3 separate regions of the Sus scrofa genome follow, and regions 1 and 3 are each linked to region 2. Evidence: chromatin contacts called from public Hi-C and promoter capture Hi-C data. All regions are on one chromosome and are shown on one strand. The core of a region is the stretch at or near the end of the contact, and the rest is flanking DNA. Distances in the headings are between cores, read along the strand shown.

Evidence for each region. Promoter capture Hi-C pulls out the DNA fragments that hold promoters and counts their contacts. Hi-C and Micro-C count contacts between places; a contact is called where the count stands out from the background.
Region 1: a contact with region 2 is called in a Hi-C map of liver, with 9 times the contacts expected there. The contact joins the promoter of USP38 here to the promoter of SCOC in region 2. A contact is called at or near these places in 1 of 5 promoter capture datasets (liver) and 2 of 47 Hi-C or Micro-C datasets (heart right ventricle and liver).
Region 3: a promoter capture Hi-C map of liver shows a contact between it and region 2, with 7 times the contacts expected there. The contact joins the promoter of GAB1 here to the promoter of SCOC in region 2. A contact is called at or near these places in 1 of 5 promoter capture datasets (liver) and 1 of 47 Hi-C or Micro-C datasets (heart right ventricle).

Annotation. Positions count from the first base shown.
Region 1 is chr8:84,599,731-84,602,430 of Sscrofa11.1, reverse strand. USP38 (ubiquitin carboxyl-terminal hydrolase 38) reads left to right here and starts at 1,387. Exons shown (of 10, transcript XM_021100666.1): 1 at 1,387-2,646. The coding sequence starts at 1,965.
Region 2 is chr8:86,689,278-86,691,977 of Sscrofa11.1, reverse strand. It overlaps SCOC (short coiled-coil protein), which reads left to right and starts at 1,287. Exons shown (of 5, transcript XM_003357017.4): 1 at 1,287-1,343; 2 at 1,345-1,483. The coding sequence starts at 1,302. It overlaps LOC110262150 (a long non-coding RNA gene), which reads left to right and starts at 1,488. Exons shown (of 2, transcript XR_002346763.1): 1 at 1,488-1,542. LOC110262151 (a long non-coding RNA gene) reads right to left here and starts at 1,249. Exons shown (of 4, transcript XR_002346765.1): 1 at 1,045-1,249.
Region 3 is chr8:84,390,114-84,392,813 of Sscrofa11.1, reverse strand. It overlaps GAB1 (GRB2-associated-binding protein 1), which reads left to right and starts at 1,303. Exons shown (of 12, transcript XM_003129177.6): 1 at 1,303-2,250. The coding sequence starts at 2,179.

The DNA of each region.
Region 1 (2,700 bases), core at 138-2,637, 2.1 Mb after region 2:
TTTTTAAGATTACCCTAATTGCTGTGTTAAATATACTAGTATAACCATTTTATAAATTGGTAAAAACCAAAACACTATTTAGCAAAGTAAATAGCTTACAATTTGTTCATTTTTCCACTGGATACTTTAAATGAACCATTTTTTAAAGTTTGTCAGTATCACAGGCCACTAATGATTTCACAATTACATTGGTGAAGACTTAACAGGGCTATAATTAGGCAATATTTTCCAAATTAAAGGCCTCTGATTAAAGACTAAATTCTTACTGTGAATCTTTGCAGTTTAACTTGAAAGACTACAAGGAGGATGACTTCATCTGTTCTTCATTATAAACCATCTTCAGTGTTAGCATACATATAAACATTATGAAAATTTAAGCTTGTATTTTATTTTTCAAAATACTCTTTCGTTCTTTCTCACCTATCATTTACCTTACTCTACACCCATTTTCTGGACAACTTACAAATTTTCCATATGCCATAAAAGCTCATTTAAAAGAGATTTGCTGGAGTTCCCCATCTGGCTCAGTGGTAAAGAACCTTTGAACCCGACTGGGCTCCATGAGGATGCAGGTTCCATCCCTGGCCTCTTCAGTGGGTTAAGATACCCCGTTGCAGCGAGCTGTGGTGTAAGTCACAGACATAGCTCAGATCCAACTCAACGCCTAGACTGGGAACTTCCATATGCCACGGGTGTAGCCCTACAAATAAAAAAAAGAGAGAGAGAGAAAGAGATTTGCTAAAAGCTTGCTAAAGCAAACCTCTATTGACAACTGTTTCCAAATGTATACTGCCGCCAACACATCCCTTACCACAATGTAAGAGTAAAGCACTGGCATTTAAGAACCCTAGCTCATTTACTGATGAAAGATCTAAGACCTTAAACGATTTGCCTTCAATCCGAATTCTGAGTTCTTTTCCTTACTTTCTCCCCAAATGCTTTTCTACTCCTGCTTCCAAAACTTTCTCATTAACAAGATTTTACATAAATAAACTTTTATCAGCCTATCACAAGCAACCTGACCGGGACAGAACGGACAGAGATCCAGAGATCGGAAGGTGGGAATCCTAGAATCGCAGCCACTTCTAACACTTCCGCTCCTTGGCCGCTCCTCCAGAAAAGCCGCCTACCACTTACAAAGGATCCCCTGCGATGGGGGCGTCGCCGCGCGACTCCAAGAGAGGCGGCCGCGCTTGCGTAGCACCGAAGGGGCGGGGCGGGCCCCCGAGCGCAGCCCGGGAGTGTGTAAACGAGCTGGGGCGGAGAAGGAGGGTGAAGGGTGGGGCGGAGGGGCGGAGGGGCGGAGGGGCGGAGGGGCGGAGGGGCGGAGGGGCGGAGGGGCGGAGGGCGGAGGGGCGGAGGGGCGGAGGGGCGGAGGGGCGGAGGGGCGGAGGGGCGGGCCTTTCCGAAGTTCCGATTTCCTTCACTTCCTGTTTGCTGCACTTCTGCATCCGGGTCAAGGGTGTCCACCTCCACTTCTCCCCGGCAGATCCGGCACCCTCCGTGACAGCAGCTCTTGACTCTACCCAGGGCGGGTTTTATCCCGCGACCTGTTGGAGTCCGGACTCCCACATCTGCCACGGGTCGCGGAGGCGCACTTCCTCATCTTCCCGCTCTCAGCCCCGGGGCCTGAACGTCCGCCGCCTCCGGGGGGCCCCGCTGGCCTCTCCGCGCTGATGCTGAAGGGGACCGCGGGCCCGGGGCAGCGGCGGAGTGTGGGCCTCTGGCTTCTTAGGCCCACCGCTGACGGTGCCGGTTCTTACGCGCCCCAGGCTTGCCAACTCCCGCCCGGGCTTGGATGGCCCTCTCTGCCCGATAAATGAGGCTACTGAGCAGGCAGTGGCGGTGGTCGGTCCAGCTGCTGCTCTCCAAATTCACCTCCGTCCCGGGTTTCTCCAGGCACACCTCGGGGTTGTGGCTGCCCGCTCCTTACCACCTGGCCCTGGCTTTGCAGCGTGGCGACAATGGACAAGATCCTGGAGGGCCTGGTGAGCTCTTCGCACCCCCTGCCCCTAAAACGGGTGATTGTGAGGAAGGTGGTGGAGTCGGCGGAGAATTGGCTGGACGAGGCGCAGTGCGAGGCCATGTTTGACCTGACGACCCGGCTTATCTTGGAGGGCCAGGACCCCTTTCAGCGGCAAGTGGGCCACCAAGTGCTGGAGGCCTACGCGCGGTACCACCGGCCAGAATTCGAGTCCTTCTTCAATAAGACTTTCGTGCTGGGCCTCCTTCAGCAGGGCTACCACTCGCTGGACAGGAAGGACGTAGCCATCCTGGACTACATTCACAACGGCTTGAAACTGATCATGAGCTGCCCCTCGGTGCTGGACCTCTTCAGCCTGCTGCAGGTGGAGGTGCATCGGATGGTGTGTGAGAGGCCCGAGCCGCACCTGTGCGCCCGACTCAGCGACCTCCTGAGCGACTTCGTGCAGTGCATCCCCAAGGGGAAGTTGTCCATCACTTTTTGTCAACAGCTGGTTCGAACGATAGGCCACTTCCAGTGCGTGTCCACCCAGGAGAAAGAGCTGCGGGAATATGTCTCGCAGGTGACAAAAGTGAGTAACTTGCTGCAGAATATCTGGAAGGGGGAGCCCTCCACCCTGCTGCCTTCCCTGCAAGAAGTTTTTGCAAGCATTTCTTCCACAGGTAAGGGTCCTTCCACCCCAAGAAAATCTCTCTTGGAAATTTAATATGTGCCTC
Region 2 (2,700 bases), core at 38-2,537:
GGAAAAAAACCCCAAACCTGTTCTTCTAGTGAAAAAAAAAAAAAAAAAAACCTCTCTTTTTAACGGTTCTCTTAGTCTTTGATATTCTGCAGTTTCATCATAATGTGTGCAGGTATGGAATTCCATATTTTAATCCTGCTCAAGAATAAGTACTTCTTGAATCTAATTCAAATATTTCACAACCCTGAAAAATTCTGTTATTATTCTTTGAATACTGCCCACACCCATTCTCTCTCATTTTGTCCCTATTAGATTTACGTTGGATCTTATTTTCCACTTATTAGCTCCTACATTGCATTCTCCTCATGGTGTGTAAATTTTCATCATGGTGTGTATCTTAATTCTGGTCAAGGCACAGTTTTCAAACACTGAAGGAATTTTTAAAATATATTCCTTAAAAGAAGTAAGGCTCTATCTTAGCAAACTGTTTTCAAACACTGAATGGAATTTTTAAAATATATTTCTTAAAAGAGGTAAGGCTCTATCTTAGCAAACTGTGCTAGAAGTCAGTCAAGAAATAGGAAGACGCATGGCTCACCTTTATAACTCAGAAGAATGTGTCAAAGCAAAAACAATAACAAATATTAAAAACAAGCAGGATGCTGCTTTGTGTCAAGTGCCAGGTATCTGTGAATGGTATAAAGCCAGATTACATTACATCACAAAGCCTGGCACACAGCATTTCACACTGTGTCTATACCTTGAGCAGGACATTTATTTACTCTTAAGTTTCATTTTATGGGTTGCGGTGAGGATCAAATGGGATAAAGTGATCAAAAGGGCTATACACCAAAATAGTACTATGATATTTTCTCAATCCTAAAATATGAATAAATGGTCAGGCGCACTGTGAATTTTGTAACAGTTTGGGTAAGATGCTGTGAGGTACAATCCATTAGGGGAGCACTTAATGGGAAATTTAAAAATATGGAAAAGTCTGCTTTTAGAATTGAAGAACCTCAGTACTTTTCCCTTTATGTTCACACTTGCCCTCTTCTTGATATTGAATGATTTCTCTCTTGCCCAGTGTTCGATTTTACCAACCTCCTGCCTGACAGCTGACAGAATTCGCCACACTCCCTTCCTGGCCTCATTTTCAGGGTCCTGCTGAAACTGAAGAGCGGCTTGTCTCAGGTTGGCTTTCACACGCTTAGTTTAGCTCCTGTACTGTCATTGGGTGTTGCGATTCCTGGACCCGCCCACAACTTCCTCAATTCTGATTGGATGCCGGTGTCCTTTTGTTATGGCAAAAGGTGGATCCCGGGGCTTTGAGATTGGACAACTGGGGCGTCGGGCAGCGAATGCGCAGGCGTGACTTCTTGAGTGGGGATTGGCTGACGACGGGGGCGAGACGGGGCGGGCCTCCCGCCTCGGCGCACGCTCTGTGGGCAGAGAGGGCGGGGCTGCTAGTGCCAGTCGACCCAAGTATCCCGGCCTGAGGCGTCCTCCCGATCCCTCCCCCTGCCGGCGCCTCTAACGGCAGGTGAGGGCCGTCGTGGGCCGCGGAGGGCCTAACCCCGGGCTGCTGGCGTTGGGGCCTCGGTATCGCCGAGGGCCTGGAGGGCGGGGCGGGCTGGATGCCGCCTGGCGCTTCGGGGACTTGGGAAGAGCATCTTACGGCCGGGGCATCTGCCGGTCGACTGGGGCCTGGCTCCCTGCAAACCCCTGCGCAACCTTTTTCTCATCGTCTCATTATTGGGCCCAGAGGTTCCTTTGTTGGGGGCCACCCTCCTTCCCTGGGGCGGACCTTTCCCCGCAGCTCCTGAGTCCAAGGCCTCTGTCCAAATCCTGGCCTGAAATGGGACCGCTGGAGGGGCGTTCGGGTGGGATGAGACCAGGCACGCCTGGACTTGACCGCGGCTGCTCTGCAGCGATGGGGGAGAGGACGCCGAGGCGCGGGGAGGGAAGCGAGGGAGCGGTAAAACAAGGGCTGGCGACATCCTTTCAGGGGCTGAAACCAGCCATTGGCTTGATGTTTCAATGGGCTACTCTTCAGGGTCCTGCTGGACAAGTTCGGGGGAGTTAGGGTTGGAAAGGAGAAACCGGAGACATTCCTGAAAGGGAAGACTTTTGTTGTTCAGTGTTTTGTTCCAGTACTATGACGTAATAGTTTTAAGGACAGATGCTGTGCTCTTTTCCCAACACTGTATCTGTACCTGAGGCTCCAAAGCTATGCCTGTGTATTCTGTGCCTATACTTACTCATTGATTAAACTCAGTATAGCTAGCCACGCTGGGGATCTAGTTTATGATCAATTCCTTAACCTGATGGAATTTAAAATTAGACTTACCTAACCACAACAAGTCAATCTGAAGGGATCTGAACAAGCGTTGCTGAAAGTAGATGCAGCTTGAAGGGAATGAAATTTGCCTTCAGTTGCTTAGATAATAGAAATATCAAAGGAATTTGACATCAAACTTTGCAGAATGTTTGGCACATTTAGTTTAGGGTCGTATTAATGTGTCTTCCATTGCATCGGGAAAAAGCAGGGACTTCATGTTAGACCTGAGTTCAAATTCTTGATTGTTCACATTTGTAAATTGCAATCAATGTCTTGTTGATTTGATGAATCAGTAACAGATGTAAAGAATTTAGTATATTAATGCATAGTGATGTTATTTTAGTAGTCTTATTAGTTTACTAGTAAGGGGATAACATGATAAAAATGAGTTTTAGATGCAGAAAAGTTGGGTGGTTGAG
Region 3 (2,700 bases), core at 54-2,553, 2.3 Mb after region 2:
TCAAGGAAGACTTCTCTCATTCTATCTGACCTAGTCCCATCTGGTTATTCTTCCAATTTACCGTGTTTATTTTCCCCAGGGCACAACATTTATCACAATTTGTACTTGTGCTGACCCCTGTTTATCCTCTGCCACCACAGAAATGTCACCTCCATGAGTGCAGGGAACTTTGTCACCACCCAGCACCTATTTTCCTGCTATAATGGTAAACCTTTTCAAACTCAAGAGAAACTTTTGAATGCCAGTACTGTTATTAATAAGCAAGTGCCTGAGGTTAGGTTTTTCCAGAAATGTTCACTCATCTACTATTTTTAGCACTTTTATCTCATTTATTTATATTACCTTCTAAAATTTGTTTGGGGGCTTTGTTTTTCACAAATAAATTTATATTTCTATTACAGGATCGTGTCAAACTCAGGACCAGGTATCATAATTGCAATACACACACGCAAGCAAATAGAGCTAAGACGTCTAGTAAAGTTTCCCTTTTCTGGTTCAACATCCCAAGGGTAGATTTTAAACAAATCCAAAGTCAAGTGGAAGAAACTGGCTACAAGTGGAGGGAGAGTGACTTCAAAATGTCCCAGAGAGAGATTCAACCAAATCTTTGGTCCCAGTAAGAACTCCCATTACTCAGGCAAGGCTGCTCCAAGGTCCAGCCCACAGCGGCCCGAAAGGGTCCCCTTCTGATCTCCTCTCCAGACTGGGTGCCTTAGCGCGATCCCCTGCGCCCTTGTTCTCCTGGTGTCTGACCTTCAACCTCGAGGGCCGGGGCACAGGGGTCGAGGACTCTCAGGGCGCGCGGTCTCCCTCCGGCCGTCAAGTAGAGGCCCCCTCACCCCCCGCCCAAACCCCTGATTAAACAAACCGAACAAACTCCAAACTGACACTCGGCTGAGCCAACATGGCAATCCCCAGACCGAACATTCAAACGTTCCTCACTCCTTCAGCAGACCGAGCCCCGGAGCGCTACTCTCTCCGAGGCCTGGCCGCTATTCCCAGCGAGGACCCCGCGGGGGGCTCCCGGCGCCAATGCAGCCAGGCGGCCAAGGACCCCTCTCCAGCTTCCCGAACTACAGATCCCAGGGTGCCTCTCGGACTCCGGCTCCCTCCCTCTCTCGCTCCCTCCCTCCGTGCGTCTCCTCCTCCCCGGCCCTTGTTGTTTTGGCTGGAAGCGCTCCGGCGGAGTTTCAGAGAAAGTCTAGGCAGAAACCGGAGCCGGCCGAACGTGGGAAGGGGAGGAGGGAAGGGAGGAAGAGGGAGCCGGGAGGCCGAGAGAGGGAGGGATCTGGGCCGGGGGCCGGGCCGCTCGGAACCTACCGCACGCCCCGGGGTGGGGGAGGCGGCGCGGGAGGAGCGCGAGGGGACCGGACGGTGGGCTCGGTCCCCCCCAGTCTAGCCGCGGAGCTCCTCGTCTCTCCGCCTTCTTTCTCCCGCGGCGGCGGCGGCGGCGAGCGCGGACCCACCCTCCGGCTAGACCTGCGCCCTGCCCAGCGACGCCCAGCCGGCGGCTCCCTCCGTGGCTCGGGACCAGCCCCGCGCCCAGTGCCCACGGGACCCTCGCGGCTTCCCCTTTCCTCCCCGCTGCCCGGGCGCCGCGGAGAAGTGACCCACCCTCTCCCGAGGAGGAGGAGGAAGGAGAGGATCGCGCCGGGCGCCCCGAAACCCAGAGCGGGCGAGCCAGAGTGGGCGCCTCCCGGGGGCTTTGTGAGTGTGTGAGTGTGTATGTGTGTGTGCGCGTGCAGCGTCGTGTCTGTCTCGAGAGCGCTTTGGGAGGTCCTGTCCCGAGGGGGCGGAGCGCAGGGGGCCGAGGCTTGGGCTCCGCGCCGGGGCAGAGTCCCGTGGAGCCGAAGCGCGGCGGAGGCGGCCGGCAGAACGGCACGCCTGGCGGCCAGGCGGGCGCACTGAAGGAAGGCCGGGGCGCCCTCGGCCCGGCCGCGGTCCCAGCCCCGAGGTGTCGGCCTCGGCGGCGCAGCCCGATTCTACTCACGTCCAAGGACCTGCCTGCGGGGAAGAAGTTCGGACGCGTTGAGCCTGCGCGCCGCGAAGCCCGTCCGCCCGGTCCACCCCGTCCACCCGAGGTGCGCCGCAGTAGAGCAAGGTCCCCGCCTTTGCGCGACCGCCCGGCGTCGACGGTGTCGGGAGCGCGCCCGGCGCGGAGCCTGAGAAGCGCGCACCATGAGCGGCGGCGAAGTGGTCTGCTCGGGATGGCTCCGCAAGTCCCCCCCGGAGAAAAAGTTGAAGCGTTATGTAAGTAAAACTCCGCCGCTGCTCCCATCCCGGGGCGGCTCGCGCGGGCGTTGCTGCTTCCACTCAGTCCCCATCCCTTGCCCCTGGGCCCCTTCCCCGGCAGGCTTGGGACCCGGGCTGTAAGCTCCCGCCTGGCCTCCGCCTGGCCGGGGATCTTTCCTCCATCCAGATTGCAGACTTCGGCTCATCGGAAGGCCCAGCGTTGCCAGCTGAACGCCCGCTGCGTGTTTTTATTATTTTAGCGGGGGTGAGGGGAGGGCATTCTCTTTTCGTGATTTCTGCATGGAATTCTTAGGGGCTGCTGTGTAGTAAATTTCCCGCACTGGGAAAACCGCCAAGGTGTTGAACTCAGCAGTCTTCTCTTTGGTCCGCGCTCCCTCCCGCCTTCCCCTCGGGGTGGTTGCGGGAAGCGGGAGGGGAACCTGGGAAGCTGCATTAGAAAAGAGCATC